Linked DNA regions of Mus musculus: all the other regions are linked to region 2. Evidence: chromatin contacts called from public HiChIP or PLAC-seq and promoter capture Hi-C data. All regions are on one chromosome and are shown on one strand. Each heading gives the region's core, a stretch centred on a gene start, on an enhancer-like site or on the middle of the called end of the contact. The rest is flanking DNA. Distances are from core to core; before and after follow the strand shown. Region 1 holds the start of Kank3 (KN motif and ankyrin repeat domains 3). Region 2 holds the start of Akap8l (A kinase (PRKA) anchor protein 8-like). Region 3 holds the start of Zfp101 (zinc finger protein 101). Region 4 overlaps Hnrnpm (heterogeneous nuclear ribonucleoprotein M). Region 5 holds the start of Zfp414 (zinc finger protein 414).

Region 1 (2,700 bases), core at 27-2,526, 1.5 Mb before region 2:
TTTTTTTTTTTCTTCGAGACAGCGTTTCTCTTTATAGCCCTGGCTGTCCTGGAACTCACTTTGTAGACCAGGCTGCCCTCGAACTCAGAAATCTGCCTGCCTCTGCCTGTGCTGGGATTAAAGGCATGCGCCACCACGCCCGGCGCCTTCAACTTTTAATCATCCTACCTGGACCTCTCAGGTAACTAGGATAATAGGCGCTTTTGGAAAGATTCCCTTTTGCTCCCCTAGAAACTGCAGGGAACCCAGGCCACATATCACCCTCCCAGCTCACAGCTGTCAGTTCCAGCCTTGGGAGTAAGGAGTGTGGTGGGGCAAGCCAACATTAGACTGCTACACAAGCCAATGCCTCCCGGAGTAGGGCGTGTAGCTGCCCTCATATCTCCCACACTGCCTGGCTATCAAAGTTAAATCCGGATCCCCTGCCTGAGACCCCCTCATTAGGCTGTCAGAGCTGAAGCCACACGCCCCCACACCCAGCCCTGGGACTATTTCGGGACACAGAGCTGCGATCAGTCTAGAGAGCTGTGATCAGGAGAGCTGTCATCAGGAAACCTGAAGGACAGGACACAGAGCATGCATACCCGAGGTCCTGAAGAAGTTATGTCTTACTGATAAGGCTCTAGGTGGGAGCCCTTCATGTTGGGATAGGATTCTCAAACGCAGGATGGGGGAAAGAGCTAGATGATGGCAGGACAAGGGGTCCTTGAATCATCACACACACACACACACACACACACCTCCCCAAACATACAGAACCAAGTCCGCTTAGAAAAGACAGGGCAGTTTCCTACAGGAAAAACCGCTGGGCGGTTCCATCCGCTGCTATTGTCAGTAGGTCCGGGGAGTGGGGGACATCCGTTCCTCCCTCCAACACCGTTTCCGTACCATCCGCCCACTCCACCCCACTGCAAGAAACCCATTCCCAGGTCTTCAAGCCAACTCTGGGGAAGGGTCCCCTAAGGCATCTAGGAGACTAAAATGCGCACAAGTTCCTCTGGTTAGGTCCTGGATGGCCATGTGGTGGCGATCTGCCTAATAATCTAGGGTCCCCCCTCTCCGGTCGGCTTTAAACCACCTGAGGCTCCCAATGTCCAAATGGTCACCATTACAGGACACGGCGCCCACCCCGTTGCAACGCACAGAACCCATAGAAGGGGGCTAAAAGCATCACACCCCTCCCGGACACTTGGGTCCACTGTTCCCCTCCAGGACTCGCGTGGTTGACTTTACCTGAATGAGAAGCCCCGGCAGCGCCCGCACCGCACCCGAGCCCGCCCCCTCGAAGCTCCGCACGGGTTATCAAGGCTTTCACCCCTAACTGACGGCTTTTTCAGCCAACCAGAGCACGAATCTAACCGAACTATCCAATTGTAAGACAGAGTGAGCCATCTGGGCGGGGGCAGGGTGGGGACCCGCCTGAGGGCGGGCCTACAGTAGAATCTGAGAAGATCAGAGCAGGGCAGTGGGATGCTGCTCAGCCAGCTACCTCTAAATCCTGCCTGGTTCAGGAGTAAGAAAAGAGGTTTCATTCACAGGACAGTAGGGAGCTACAGGAAAAATCTAAGCAAACTATTCTAATGGGATTTATATAACGAGTTTAATTCCTACTGTCTTGTTGAAGTCGTAAGAGCCTGGATCTTGTCCACCGCAGGAACTTTGCATATATTGTGCCACTTTAAGAAATATTATCTGGGGGCTGGTGAGATGGCTCAGTGGGTAAGAGCACCCGACTGCTCTTCCGAAGGTCCGGAGTTCAAATCCCAGCAACCACATGGTGGCTCACAACCATCTGTAACAAGATCTGATGCCCTCTTCTGGAGTGTCTGAAGACAGCTACAGTGTACTTACATATAATAAATAAATAAATCTTTAAAAAAAAAAAAAAAAAAAAAGAAATATTATCTATATGTGATACTTTCCTATATTTCTAAGTGTTCAATCTATGTGCCCCTGAAATCTATGTGCCACAAGAAAACAAAACAAAAAACAAACAGAATCCTTAGCACAGCCTTTCCCTAGTCATTATCATTGCCATAGCAATGGTTTATTAACTAAATAGCAATTTTCATTAGTAGAAAGGCAAGGTTACTATCATCACCCCTACTAGACATTTTAGGATCAGGAAACTTTTTATCCACTGCCTCAGGCATACACTAGTTACTTAATAAATGTCTGCTCTACTGGAGATATCTAACTCAATGGTACAGAACTTGTCTAGCGCACCTATCACAATAGATAGGTAGGAAGACAGACAGACAGAGACAGATAGACAGATGAAAATAATGTAAATATAATAGACACATACAGGTGTACTTATAAACATACTGAGATTATAGATCAAAAAATTGTCACAGAAATAAATTAAAATTACATTTGTGAAGGTCAGTGAGATGACTTAGCATGTAAAGGTTCTTGCTGCCAAACTTGACGATCTGTGTTTCATCCCTAGGACCATGTAATGCAAAGAAAGACCCAACTCCTACAAGTTGTCTTCAGATCTCCATAGTGTGCTATATACATCAACCTATGCACATACATACCATATATCAATAAAACTTTTTAGCTGGGCAGTGGTGGTGCACACCTTTAATCCCAGCACTTGGGAGGCAGAGACAGGCAGATTTCTGAGTTTGAGACCAGCCTGGACCACAGAGTGAGTTCCAGGACAGCCAGTGCTATACAGAGAAACCCTGTCTA
Region 2 (2,700 bases), core at 8-2,507:
TTCCTTAATACCAATAGAACACCTACTTTAACATTTCTCAAAACCATAAGAAGGTACATGAATCATAGAAGCAGAGCTTGCTGTAGTTTATCCATTGTTTTATTTTTAGGGTTCTTCCAAGGATACCTCCCATGGTGACTTTCCACACAGCCAGGAGGAGCCAGGCATAGTGCTTAGAACAAGGCTGGTACTGGGTTACATTTTTCGTTTTGTGGAGCTGAGCATTGAACATAGGTTCTTATGTCAAGCATTTGCAATAATATATGATACATTGAGATATACTACTTGTATAACAAATAGCATACACATAAACAGTTATTTTTAAAGTGGTTTTTGAGAGGCAGGAGAGATGGCTCAGCAGTTAAGAGCACTAGCTGTTTTCCCAGAGGACCCAGGTTCAATTCCCAGTACCTTCATGGCAGCTCAGGGCTGTCTGAAACTCCAGTTCAGGTGATCTGACACCCTCACACAGACACGCGCAAGCAAAACACTAATACACATAAAATTTTCAAAAGCATCTTTATTTTGCAGTTGGAGAGCTCACATAAGGCCTTCTGTACATGCTAGGATAAAATGTTTTTCCACCAAGCTATATCCTTACAAACACTATTAATTGTTATGTAACGATTAATAAGAAAATAATATTTACTATTTACTTTGTGAAACTGGCCCTAATTCTTTACCCCTCCTTGAAACGGGGACTCACTGGAACCCAGAGTGGCTTAGAATTCATATAGTATAATCTGACCTCAAACTCGAGTCATTCTGTCTCAGGCTCCGGTATTCTGGGGTTACAGAAGTCAGCTACTACACATGGCCTTCTTCGTTTGTTTTAACGTTATCTCACATAACGTTTGTCAGGACCTTGTTTAGCAGTTAGATACTAATTTTCTCCTTTCAACATGGCTTTACCATTCTTGACTTCATTTCAGTGGCGGGGCGCAAGACGGTCGTCTCTGCTCACGCTGGCAAGTGTCTCGCTCGCACACACCAGGCGAGCACACGCGTGGGCTCGGACCTCTAGGTTGCATGCAGCTCCGCCCCTTCGAACCTTTCCATCTTCTCCCCTTGGCCTATTGGCGCAGGTTTTTGTTAACAGGAGGCGGAGAGTAAGGCGGGGTCGTCGGGGGTTGGCAGTATCTCCAACCACTGTCACGAAGAGGTGTAAAAATAGACAGGTAGCGAAACCAATAGGCGTGAAGTCCGAGGTTTGCAGAAGCCAATGAGATAAGGAGGCGGGGCTGGAGCGTGTGTGGAAGGACCCCAGGGATTGTTGTGGCGTCAGACGCGCAGAGTAGCGGTCTGTGTCCACGGCTCGGGTGTTCTCTGCGGCCATGAGCTACACAGGTAGGCCCAACAGGGTGAAGGCAGCGCTCTGGGCCGGGGCGTCAGGACGGGCTGAGTCATGCTAGGATCTCCTCTTGTAGTGTCGTGGTCATTGCCCTCTGTGGTCACAAAATGGCGTCTTAGGCTCTTCCCTTCGGGGTCGCATCCCTCAAGCTTCGGCTCTCACTGACCTCAGCCGGGCATCTTGGACTCTCCTGGCTACTCAAGGATTTGCTTGTGTCTTCTGTGACCGTAGGTCTTGGGCCTCAACGTTAGGTTCAGGCTTCCCGCACCTCCGTTCGTCATTCCCTGGCTAGTGCCCCACGGACACCCACGTCTAAGACGTCGCTTCTCAGGCCTGAGCTTCTGAGATCAGTCCGTTGGGGCGGCTGCTGTCGCCATTGCCTCCCTTGAGCAGTTTCTGTGCAAAACGTCGCAGACCCTTACTCATGGCACTCCCCCCACTTCATCTGGTATAAAGCGGGAGGGGGGGAGAGCCAACCTCCCCTACCTCACTCCCCCAGGGGGCGGTGAGAATCTGTAAATCTATATGAAGGCTCTGAACCGTTGCAGGGAGCTTTAGAGAGCAAGCTTGAACCCTGGTGACGAATGACTACTTTCCACTCAACTTACCGAATCAGGTGCTGAATAGACACTGAATGCTGACAAGAATTTCTTAAGCATCTTATAGGCGAGGACAGACAAAATACAATAAATATATTATTTTGGGTCTTGGGTATCCTGAAGAGATTCAGCCATTACACGGAGAGCTTTGAAGCCTCTGGGAAGGGTGACGTTTAAGAAGAGATGTAAGCAAAATAGGAAAGAGTAAAGATAGCTGTCGCTGTAAAACATACTGGGCTGGAACCGCCTACCTACTTAGATCAGTGATATTTGAGCAAAGAGGAAGGTGGGTGAGGAGCATGGTGAGGGGTGTGGAATATGCTTGAGTGACTGTAGAATCATTCTTGAGTGAGTTAGTTGCCAAGGCTCCCTGGGTTTGCCAATGAAACTTATCAGTCAGTGCCACAGACAGTGCCTCCCACTTTACTGGAGGTATTTCAGGCTTGAACTTAAGTGGTTGCTGGATAACCCACATTCTGTTTGGAATGTTTAAGGCTTTCAATGGAACCTGAGCTTTATGCCAGTCCTCCTAAGCCCCTGGGTCAAATGCTTGCCAAGAACCTTGGGATTTTTAACAACCATCCTCTAGGCCAGTGGTTCTCAACCAGGGTGATTTTGCCTGCCTCACACCTCCCAGGGGTACATTTGGCAATATCTGGAGTCCTGTTTTGTCTTATCTATATAATGTGTGTATGGGCAGGGGGGGGGTGGAGGTGGGGGACTGGTATGCAGTGCTACTGACATCTAGTG
Region 3 (2,700 bases), core at 37-2,536, 1.0 Mb before region 2:
GATGCCAGTGAAGGAATGGACATGCTAGCAAGGCTAGGGCAAGCAGGCAGGAGCAGAAGCTTCCTCGTCCAGCTCTAGCAAAGCCTGTAGCCTAGATTAGAGCTGATTCAAGGTTTGGTTCAAAGGCCTGGGACTCCCTACCTCAAAGGTCCAGACCTGAAGCAGAATCACCGACTCCAAAGCAAGCAAAAAGTTCTCACAGGTATGTCCTCCATTCCCAGATTTGATTTCATGACTAACAGAGTCAAGTTGACAACCAGAAAAATAATCATCACAGGACTCAAGAAGAAATTTGGAGGTGGGAACTGAAGTAGAGGTCATGGGGAAATACTGCATGTTCACTCTCCCTTTTTATACAGCCTAGGCCTATCTACCTAAGTATGCATTAATACAGTAGATTGGAAACCCCCCCCCCCCCACACACACACATCATTCTTTAATCCAAAAATATTCTACAGTCTTGCCTATAGCCAATCTAATGGAGGCATTTCTAAGTTGAGTTCCCTTCTCTCAGATGACCCCCACTAACATCAAGTCGACAAAAGGCCAACCAGTACCGGAGCGAAAGCCTCTTCTTTGCTTACAAGTTTTTTTCTATTTACATTATTAATTCATATATGTTGCTTTCTGCTCTTGGCTTGGTTTATAGTAATAATGTTCAATACCCAGAAGTAGTCCAAGTAAAGCCTGTAAGAAGAGACATTTGCAAAAGCATATGTCTTTATCAAACGTGTTTTAAAATATTATTTCTTCAGACAAAGCTTTAACATATTTGTACAGGTTTCTTTCAAACCTGGGGCTCAATCAACATTTTAAATCTTAACTTTCAAAAAATATAGGTGCAAAAGTCCATTTGCCTCATCTCAGATTCTTAAGTTGGCACTCATTATTGGCACTGTCCTCTCCTGACCGGGTAACCTTCTCTGTTTGGGGTCATGGGTTTTCCTTTCCCTACACTGAGTCTGGGATGTCCAGAGCCAATCTGTAGCGCTATTTTATGTGAAACAGTAGAAGCCCACTGAGTACACGACAAAGCGAGTGCGTGCACTAAAATCCCAGAAGGCGTCGTGCTTAAATGCAAGGATCCCACATATTTACTCCAAACGGAACGTCTGGGTTAAGATTGGGTGTTGCTCTATCTTTTTTTTTTTTTTTTTTTTCCCCATTTGCGTCAAGTATGGGAGAGGTTGTTGATCCTGCTACTCACGAATAAGAAGGCGGGTCCAGCATCTTTCGCCAATCAGAGCCGCTGTTACTTCCTTGCTGGAACTGTCAAATGAGGAACACGGATGTTCTGAAGTTTCTGCCCCTGGCTCCATTTTTGAATCCCGTGTAGCTTTTGTGAGGTGTTGTGACAGCTGGTTTCAGTCAGTGCCACCTATTTTGTCGGCAGGCTCTTCCGAAGGACCCCCGCATGCGTCCGAAGCTGGAAATGGTGAGTACACGGTTGCTCCCGGAGTCGTGGGCCGCGGCTTTGACGTAGCCTGGCGCAGCTTGGCACCGCCGACCCGACGTTCCTCTGGCGCTGTGCTGCAGTTCGAGGTGGAGCTTGGCACCGGCGGAGCCAGGAGTCGGAGGCTCCTCCTGCCCTGTCGCTGTAAAACTGCTTTATCCCAGTCCCTTGGCTATCATGGGGAATGAGCTCGGTGGTCCTGCACCCTGCAGACTTTGCAGCGCTCACGGGTTGGTGATGCGGTCTGGTCAGTGTAGTGAAAGGACGTGGGTGTTGAGCGTTACTGCTGGTCTGACCTTGCACTTGCGTTTGGCCTGCTTTATTGTTTTCTGAGGTCTCCTTGATTTTGTATTAGTTTTGCTCTAGGCTGCTTCTCCAAAGAGAAGGAATATGTAATGTGCTTTTGGTGGCAGTGGTGCTGGTGAGTTTTTGATTGGTTGATTTCTTTGTTTTTCAGACAGGGTTTCTCAGTAGCCCTGGCTACCCTGGAACTCACTTGGTAGACCAGGCTGGCTTCGAACTCAGAGATTCTCCTGCCTCTGCCTGTAATGTGTGTTTGTTTGTCTTCTTTCCTTTCTTGGAACTCATTACGTAGACCAGGCCTACCTTGAACTCAAGAGATCTGCCTGCTTCTGCTTCCTGAGAACTGCAGTTTAGATGCGAGCACCATCATGCCCTACAAGGTGGGCTCCTTAATTAGTATTTACCAAGATTACAGTCCTCTAGAAAAATATTAACATCTTCGGTTGTTTCCTTTGCCCTTATGTAAATCGTTTTTCTAGACAGTGTAATTTGCGACTAGGGAAAGTGTGGACAGGGGCCATCTGGGAGAAAAACATACGTGTCTTCTATCTTCTGGATGAGGTATTTTTTTGAGAGTTGGTTTGAGTGCACAAAACATTTCAAATTTTATTAGTGTTGTTCATGTGTGGTGAGCCAATCTTTGGGCTCCCGTGCCATAGTATATACTGTGCAGGTCAAAGGACTCCCTTGTGGGGTTGGAGTTGGTTCTCCTGTCCATTCCCTGGGTTCAGGGATCAAACACAGGTCACAACGCATGCTTGACGACTGCTTTTGCCTGTTGACTCATTTCTTCGGCTTCATTTATTTTTACTTTTACTTTTATTTTAAAACCGGGTTTCATAGATCCCTGGCTATCATGAAACTCCATATGTAGATGACCTTGAACTTGGGATCCTCCTGCCTTCAGGTTTTAGGATTTCAAGGCATGAGCCAGCACACTTGCT
Region 4 (2,700 bases), core at 33-2,532, 1.3 Mb before region 2:
CTCACTGTTGAAGCTAGACTGGTGGGCCAGTGGATTGCTTTCCCATTCCCTTCCTAGATGTGCGTGCCCCACAACCCCAGCTTTTTTTTTTTCCCCCCTTGGGTGACTGAGGATCTGAGCTCGGGTATTAATGCTTATTTATTTACCTGCTGAGCCATCTTATCCCTCTTTGAATTTTATAAAATGAATGTATTCATCTTTATTAAATCCAAACCATGGGGTTTTTATTTGTTTCATTGTTTGTTTTTGTGGTGGTGGCGGAAAAGATTGAACCCAGGGCTTTGTGCCTACAAGATTGCCACTATACTTTTTTTTTCTATAGAAGGATATTTTATTAACTGCCAAATATTATTTGCCTCCTTGACTGTGTGTGTATTTGGGGAACAGTGTTAAAATATCTGAAATTAGTTCTTTGCTGTGTATCCCAGGGTAATTTATAACTCATGATCCTCCTGCCTTAGCTGCCTGAGTGTGTAGATTAAAGGCAGCTCTTTTAGACCTTTTCCTTTTGGAAGAATACAGCATATTTGAGACTCTGAGGAAAGCATGGTCAGGTATAAGTCAGTTCTTACGTGTTAATGGTAAATTGAAGAGGCAGGCTTCAGGAATTGGGTCACGCTGTAAAGATGGCTCAGTGGTTGGGAGTGCTTTTTGCTTTTCCAGAGAGGATCTGCATTTGATTTCCAGCACTCAAGCAGGAAATACACAGTGCACGTACATGTGCTGTATACCTCTATATGGACACATAGACACAGATAAGAGTAAGATAGATAGTCATGCCAGCATCAAATTTCCATAAGTCTGTTCAGGTACTGATACACAGCATTGACTGTACTTGAATGCCAACACTGGTGCCCTTGAAGGGTTTAGGGAACCTTGGATTATAGAATGATGATTTAAGACTTTGTGAAAAATCATTGATGAGTTTTACATAAGTAACACTAATTAGTAAGAGTCATGCCCATGAAGATCTTGTTTCAATCTGGCATTTTTAACTCTGGTCAGCCAATCCTTTATCCCTTACCCGTTCATTTTAGTTAAAATTGAAGATTGTTTTTAGATTTTTAGTTTTATGCTTTTTGTTTCTGAACTGTTGCTCTTCCTAGAACTCTTCTTGTTGCTGTGGTTTATTTCATTTGTTAATAATTAGAGAAATACCTTTCAAACTGTCTGTTGGTCTGCAGATTTTTGTTTGCTTTTTTTGGTGTTGGTAATGGGAGTGGCTGGTGTATACTGTGCCGTATGATAAGGTCTGCCACTCTAAGTCGTATCCAAAGACAGACTTCGAGTACACAGCAAGAGGTACCAGACTGGACTGTGACAGAGCCCTCCCTGAAGCTTTTTACTTCAGCTTTGACCTTGAGCTGCTGTAGCAATCCTGAGAATTAAGGTTACAGACCTTTACCACCACTGCTACTGTGCTTTACTGGGAGCCTTTTTTATTTTATTTGTTTAATGATTGGGGGTAGGGATTGTACTTAGGAATACTAGGCAGAAACTCTATCACTGAGCTGCACCTCAGCAGACGAGAGCCTCTGTAGTGGTGAAGGCAGCAGTTCCACTAGTTTCTGCAAGCCTACTTCTGACCTACTTCTAGCTGTAACGCTTTATGCTTTTTTCAGGATCCTGATGGTGAACATGCAAGGAGAGCAATGCAAAAGGTGATGGCTACGACTGGTGGGATGGGTATGGGACCAGGTGGCCCAGGAATGATTAATATCCCACCCAGTATCCTAAATAATCCTAACATCCCAAATGAGATTATCCATGCATTACAGGCTGGAAGACTTGGAAGCACAGTATTTGTAGCAAATGTAAGTAAATGGGAACATTCTCTAAAATAGAAAAATAGGGAGGGACGGAAATAATGTGAAAATAGTGTGCATTTAATTTTAAATAAAATGAAAACAAATTAGAAAAATGTACAAAACACTTTATATTGATTGTATCACTGTTATACGAGTAATTTAAGTTAGACTTATGGTAGATAGCTTGTTTTCATTTTAAGTAGGCCTTCTACTTTGTTCTTGTGACCACTGCATTTGTGGCTTCAGGATTCACCTCAGTCCTATTAGGGTCTTGTTTCCTAAGGCTTTCTGATGCTACAGAGGCAGTAGCTGGGTACGCGTCCTTAATTGGGGTTTATTTAGGTAAAGGGAAGAATGGATAGACCATCAATATTTTCACATTTTTTTTGTATCTAGAGTAAATGGTGATATTTTTATTCTCTGCAAGGACAAATACTTTTAGAACTGAGTGGGTTCACAAGTTAAAAGGGGGGAAAGACTTAAAAGGAGAGTGACTTTTTGGGATTTTCAAGACAGTTTCTCAGTGGTGTTGCATTGGTGGGCCTTTGGCTCAAGAGATCTACCTGCCTTTGCCTTCTCTGTGCTGAGATTAAAGGCAGGTACCACCACCATCCTGCTGACTTTTTTAAGTATGAGGGGGAAAGCTTGTTAAATGTGAGGAGACTTATTCTGTTCCATTTAAGAAGAGAGGCAATAAATAGCAGAGTTAAGGCCCAGTTTTGCAGTCCTATTTAAAAATTCAACTGAAGTTAATTTTCTTGTAAAGTCAGTCAAAGCAATCTTAATATAGTAAAAGTGTGTCTTTTTCCCCAGAGAAGTTTACCTTGAAGTTTTCACCTTCTTCTTTCACCTAGCTGGATTATAAAGTTGGCTGGAAGAAACTGAAGGAAGT
Region 5 (2,700 bases), core at 34-2,533, 1.3 Mb before region 2:
TTGTTTCCCTGCAGGAACGAATGGGTGTCATTACTCTCTTCCTTACTGACCTACCCAAAAGCCTTGATTACTCCCCACCCAGCCACTGTCAGAATAAACTGCCCGGAAGGGCTGGATTGGTTTAGTTCATCTCTGGAGCCACACCTGACATATTGACAAGGTGCTCAGTAAATGGTGAAGACCACCCCCCACCCCACCCCCCCACCCCCGCAATGGGATAAAAGGTGATTCCTTGTCTTGCACCATCTCAGCCCTATCAAAGGCATGTGACTCCCCAGAAAGGTCCACAGATAACCTGGCGGTGGACGGCGTCTGGGCAACCGAAGGTCCTCATTGGTCCCCACGCCTGTGTTGGTTGAGCCAGTCTGGCAACTGTCTGAGGCTGGATAGGCAACTTGCTGCAGAGGTCCTCCATGGTCCCACACTGGTGGCATGGCTGTTGGGTTAGGGCTGGGCTCCTCCACGGAGGAAAAAGTGGCTGGAGCTGCCCCATCTGGAGATGCCACCTCCTTGTCTGGCTCACCGGAGCTGGATTCTACAGTGGTCAGCGTGTCCGAGCTGGGCCTGGATGGTTCCTCCTGGTGCAAGAAGTGGCTAAAATCAGGCTGGGATCCCTAGGTCAGACAGATGCCCTTCTACTACAAAGGTCCACAAGACAGACTCCTTCAACACTCACCAGATATTACCCAGTCATTCCACTTTCTGAGTCACCAGCAAGATACGGGAGATAAGGGCAGACCGAGCTACTGTCTCCTAATTCCAATTGCAGGAGTTATCAGGGATTATGCATAAAAAAGCAGCATTAACATCCCTTCCTCAATTTTGGCAGGAGAGGCACTAGGGGCGGAGGTGTGGCCTAGAGGAGCAACTAGGAAATGCTGGAGGGCCTACAGTGGATCGTGTGATGATGGGGAATACTGGCTAAGCTAGAGCTGAGCAGATAGACGCTCTGAGCCAATACGTGTTAAATTTAGGGACTGAACTCTAGGAGAGTGGGTGTGGCCCGGCCTTCAGGGCTGGACGAAAGCTAAGTGACAGTCAGAGGCGGGCGGGGACCCGGATGTGGGGGCGGGGTCAGCTGGAGGGGGGCGCGCGGCAGGACCGTTCCCTGTCAGTCCCGCTGCTCTTCCGCGTCCGCGTGCGGGGTGCTGCGCTCACCATCCTCTACTCAGTTACACCTCTGGTTCCCGTGCCTTCGGAGGCTCTGGCTCCAGCAGGGGCGTCTTCCTCGGCGACACGGTCTCTCGCTCACATCGGCGCCATTTTCCCGCTTCTCAGATCTCGCGAGACATGGGGTGTGGCCTAATTCTGGGCGCTTCTCTAGAAGGAGGGGCCTGAGACTACACTGCAGCTCTTATACAGAAACAGAGAAGGTCTGCTTTTGATTGGTCTTAAATTTCAGAGAAAACTGACAAAAGCTCTTCCCCTCCCCACTTTTATAGCCCAGGTTGGCCTTACACAGAAGTTGACCTTGAACTTAGATGCCAATACACCAGGTTTTAGGTGGTACTGAGTATCAAACCCAGAGTTTTCATATATGCTAGGCAAACTCTCTACAAAGCAAGCCACATCCTTAGCTCTGTACACATACACGTACAAATGAATATGTATATGCACAGATGTGAGCAGGTAAGAGCGGAGGTCCAAGGTAGACATTGTCTTCCTTCATTGCTCTCCACTTCATTCACTGAGGCAACATCTCTCACTGAAGTTGGAGCTCACCAGTTCCCACCTAGCTAGCTAACTTACTTGTCAGAAGATTCCTGTGTCCACCTCCAAAGGGCCCTGATTACAGGAAGCTGCTATGCCTCACAGGGAGGGCTAGAGATCCAAACTCTTTCTCATTTACATGATTGTGGGTTTGAACCCTGGTCCCTTGTGTCTGCACAGACCCATCTTCCTAGCAAGCACCATAAAATTTTCAGCACATCCAGTGTGCAGCAAGTACGAATCTGTTGTAATAGCCCAATGTGAGAAACACTCTAACTAATGGATCTTCAGGAACAAGCAAATTCCACAGGTCGAGAGGTGTGAAAATGAATCCCAAGTGCACTACTACTGAGAGGTCGCCTGCCCACCCTACTTTCCTTAAGTGCATCCTATGTGCCAGGAACTTAGTACTGCTCTTGGGAGTCTCTAGTCAACCAAGAAAATGGAGAGACAATAAATCAACAACAGCAGAAAAATGATCTTGGATCTATCCTAGGAGATAAGAAAACAAACAAAACTGATGTGAAATGAGGAGTCAGGGAAGCCTGTCTAAGGGGGTGACTTGAGCTGTGCCTTGATGCCTACAGAAGCAGAGCACTACAGCAAGCTGGCGCAGATGTCCTGAGCTGGCAAAGAGCAAGCTCCCCTTTCGTAAGCAAGGGCGAGACCTCTGCACTATTGAAACAGAATAAAGATGTTGGTATGGAGGTCAGAAAGAGAACTTGGGTGAGTCCTGTAGGGCTTCCTTTCTTCCTTCCTTTCTTTCTTTCTTTCTTTCTTTCTTTCTTTCTTTCTTTCTTTCTTTCTTTTGTTTTGTTTTTTCGAGACAGGGTTTCTCTGTGTAGCCCTGGCTGGAACTCACTCTGTAGATCAGGCTGGCCTCGAACTCAGAAATCTGCCTGCCTCTGCCTCCCGAGTGCTGGGATTAAAGGCGTGCGCCACCACGCCTGGCTCCTGTAGGACTTTCAAGAGGTGGAAGAGAGAGAAACC

What was found. Promoter capture Hi-C pulls out the DNA fragments that hold promoters and counts their contacts. HiChIP or PLAC-seq counts read pairs in DNA pulled down with a chosen protein or histone mark.
Region 1: a FOXA1 HiChIP or PLAC-seq map of pancreatic cancer cells shows a contact between it and region 2. The contact joins the promoter of Kank3 here to the promoter of Akap8l in region 2. A contact is called at or near these places in 3 of 39 promoter capture datasets (the 3T3-L1 cell line, hippocampal neurons and pre-B cells), 4 of 115 datasets of contacts at active chromatin or transcription factors (astrocytes, embryonic forebrain, embryonic stem cells and 1 more) and 2 of 9 other capture datasets (adipose tissue and liver).
Region 3: a promoter capture Hi-C map of liver shows a contact between it and region 2, with 2.8 times the contacts expected there. The contact joins the promoter of Zfp101 here to the promoter of Akap8l in region 2. A contact is called at or near these places in 4 of 39 promoter capture datasets (embryonic stem cells, hippocampal neurons, liver and 1 more).
Region 4: a contact with region 2 is called in a promoter capture Hi-C map of liver, with 3 times the contacts expected there. The contact joins the enhancer-like site here to the promoter of Akap8l in region 2. A contact is called at or near these places in 3 of 39 promoter capture datasets (the 3T3-L1 cell line, hippocampal neurons and liver) and 3 of 115 datasets of contacts at active chromatin or transcription factors (astrocytes, embryonic forebrain and forebrain).
Region 5: a contact with region 2 is called in an H3K27ac HiChIP or PLAC-seq map of microglia, with 4 times the contacts expected there. The contact joins the promoter of Zfp414 here to the promoter of Akap8l in region 2. A contact is called at or near these places in 1 of 39 promoter capture datasets (hippocampal neurons) and 3 of 115 datasets of contacts at active chromatin or transcription factors (embryonic forebrain, embryonic midbrain and microglia).

What each region holds. Positions count from the first base shown.
Region 1 is chr17:33,809,099-33,811,798 of GRCm38.p6, reverse strand. It overlaps Kank3 (KN motif and ankyrin repeat domains 3), which reads right to left and starts at 1,276. Exons shown (of 11, transcript NM_030697.3): 1 at 1,234-1,276.
Region 2 is chr17:32,349,134-32,351,833 of GRCm38.p6, reverse strand. Akap8l (A kinase (PRKA) anchor protein 8-like) reads left to right here and starts at 1,257. Exons shown (of 14, transcript NM_017476.2): 1 at 1,257-1,347. The coding sequence starts at 1,335.
Region 3 is chr17:33,393,223-33,395,922 of GRCm38.p6, reverse strand. It overlaps Zfp101 (zinc finger protein 101), which reads left to right and starts at 1,286. Exons shown (of 4, transcript NM_009542.2): 1 at 1,286-1,435. The coding sequence starts at 1,415.
Region 4 is chr17:33,665,608-33,668,307 of GRCm38.p6, reverse strand. Hnrnpm (heterogeneous nuclear ribonucleoprotein M) reads left to right here. Exons shown (of 16, transcript NM_029804.3): 6 at 1,623-1,814; 7 at 2,663-2,700. Among named protein-coding and RNA genes, the nearest start is that of Hnrnpm, 18 kb to the left of the region's middle. Within about 2 kb of position 1,282, at least 4 of the 459 cell types and tissues checked have an H3K27ac peak or open chromatin away from gene starts, as enhancers often do. A contact at or near this core is called in liver, where this site is marked.
Region 5 is chr17:33,627,675-33,630,374 of GRCm38.p6, reverse strand. It overlaps Zfp414 (zinc finger protein 414), which reads right to left and starts at 1,283. Exons shown (of 6, transcript NM_026712.3): 1 at 1,159-1,283; 2 at 296-578; 3 at 1-8. The coding sequence starts at 1,161.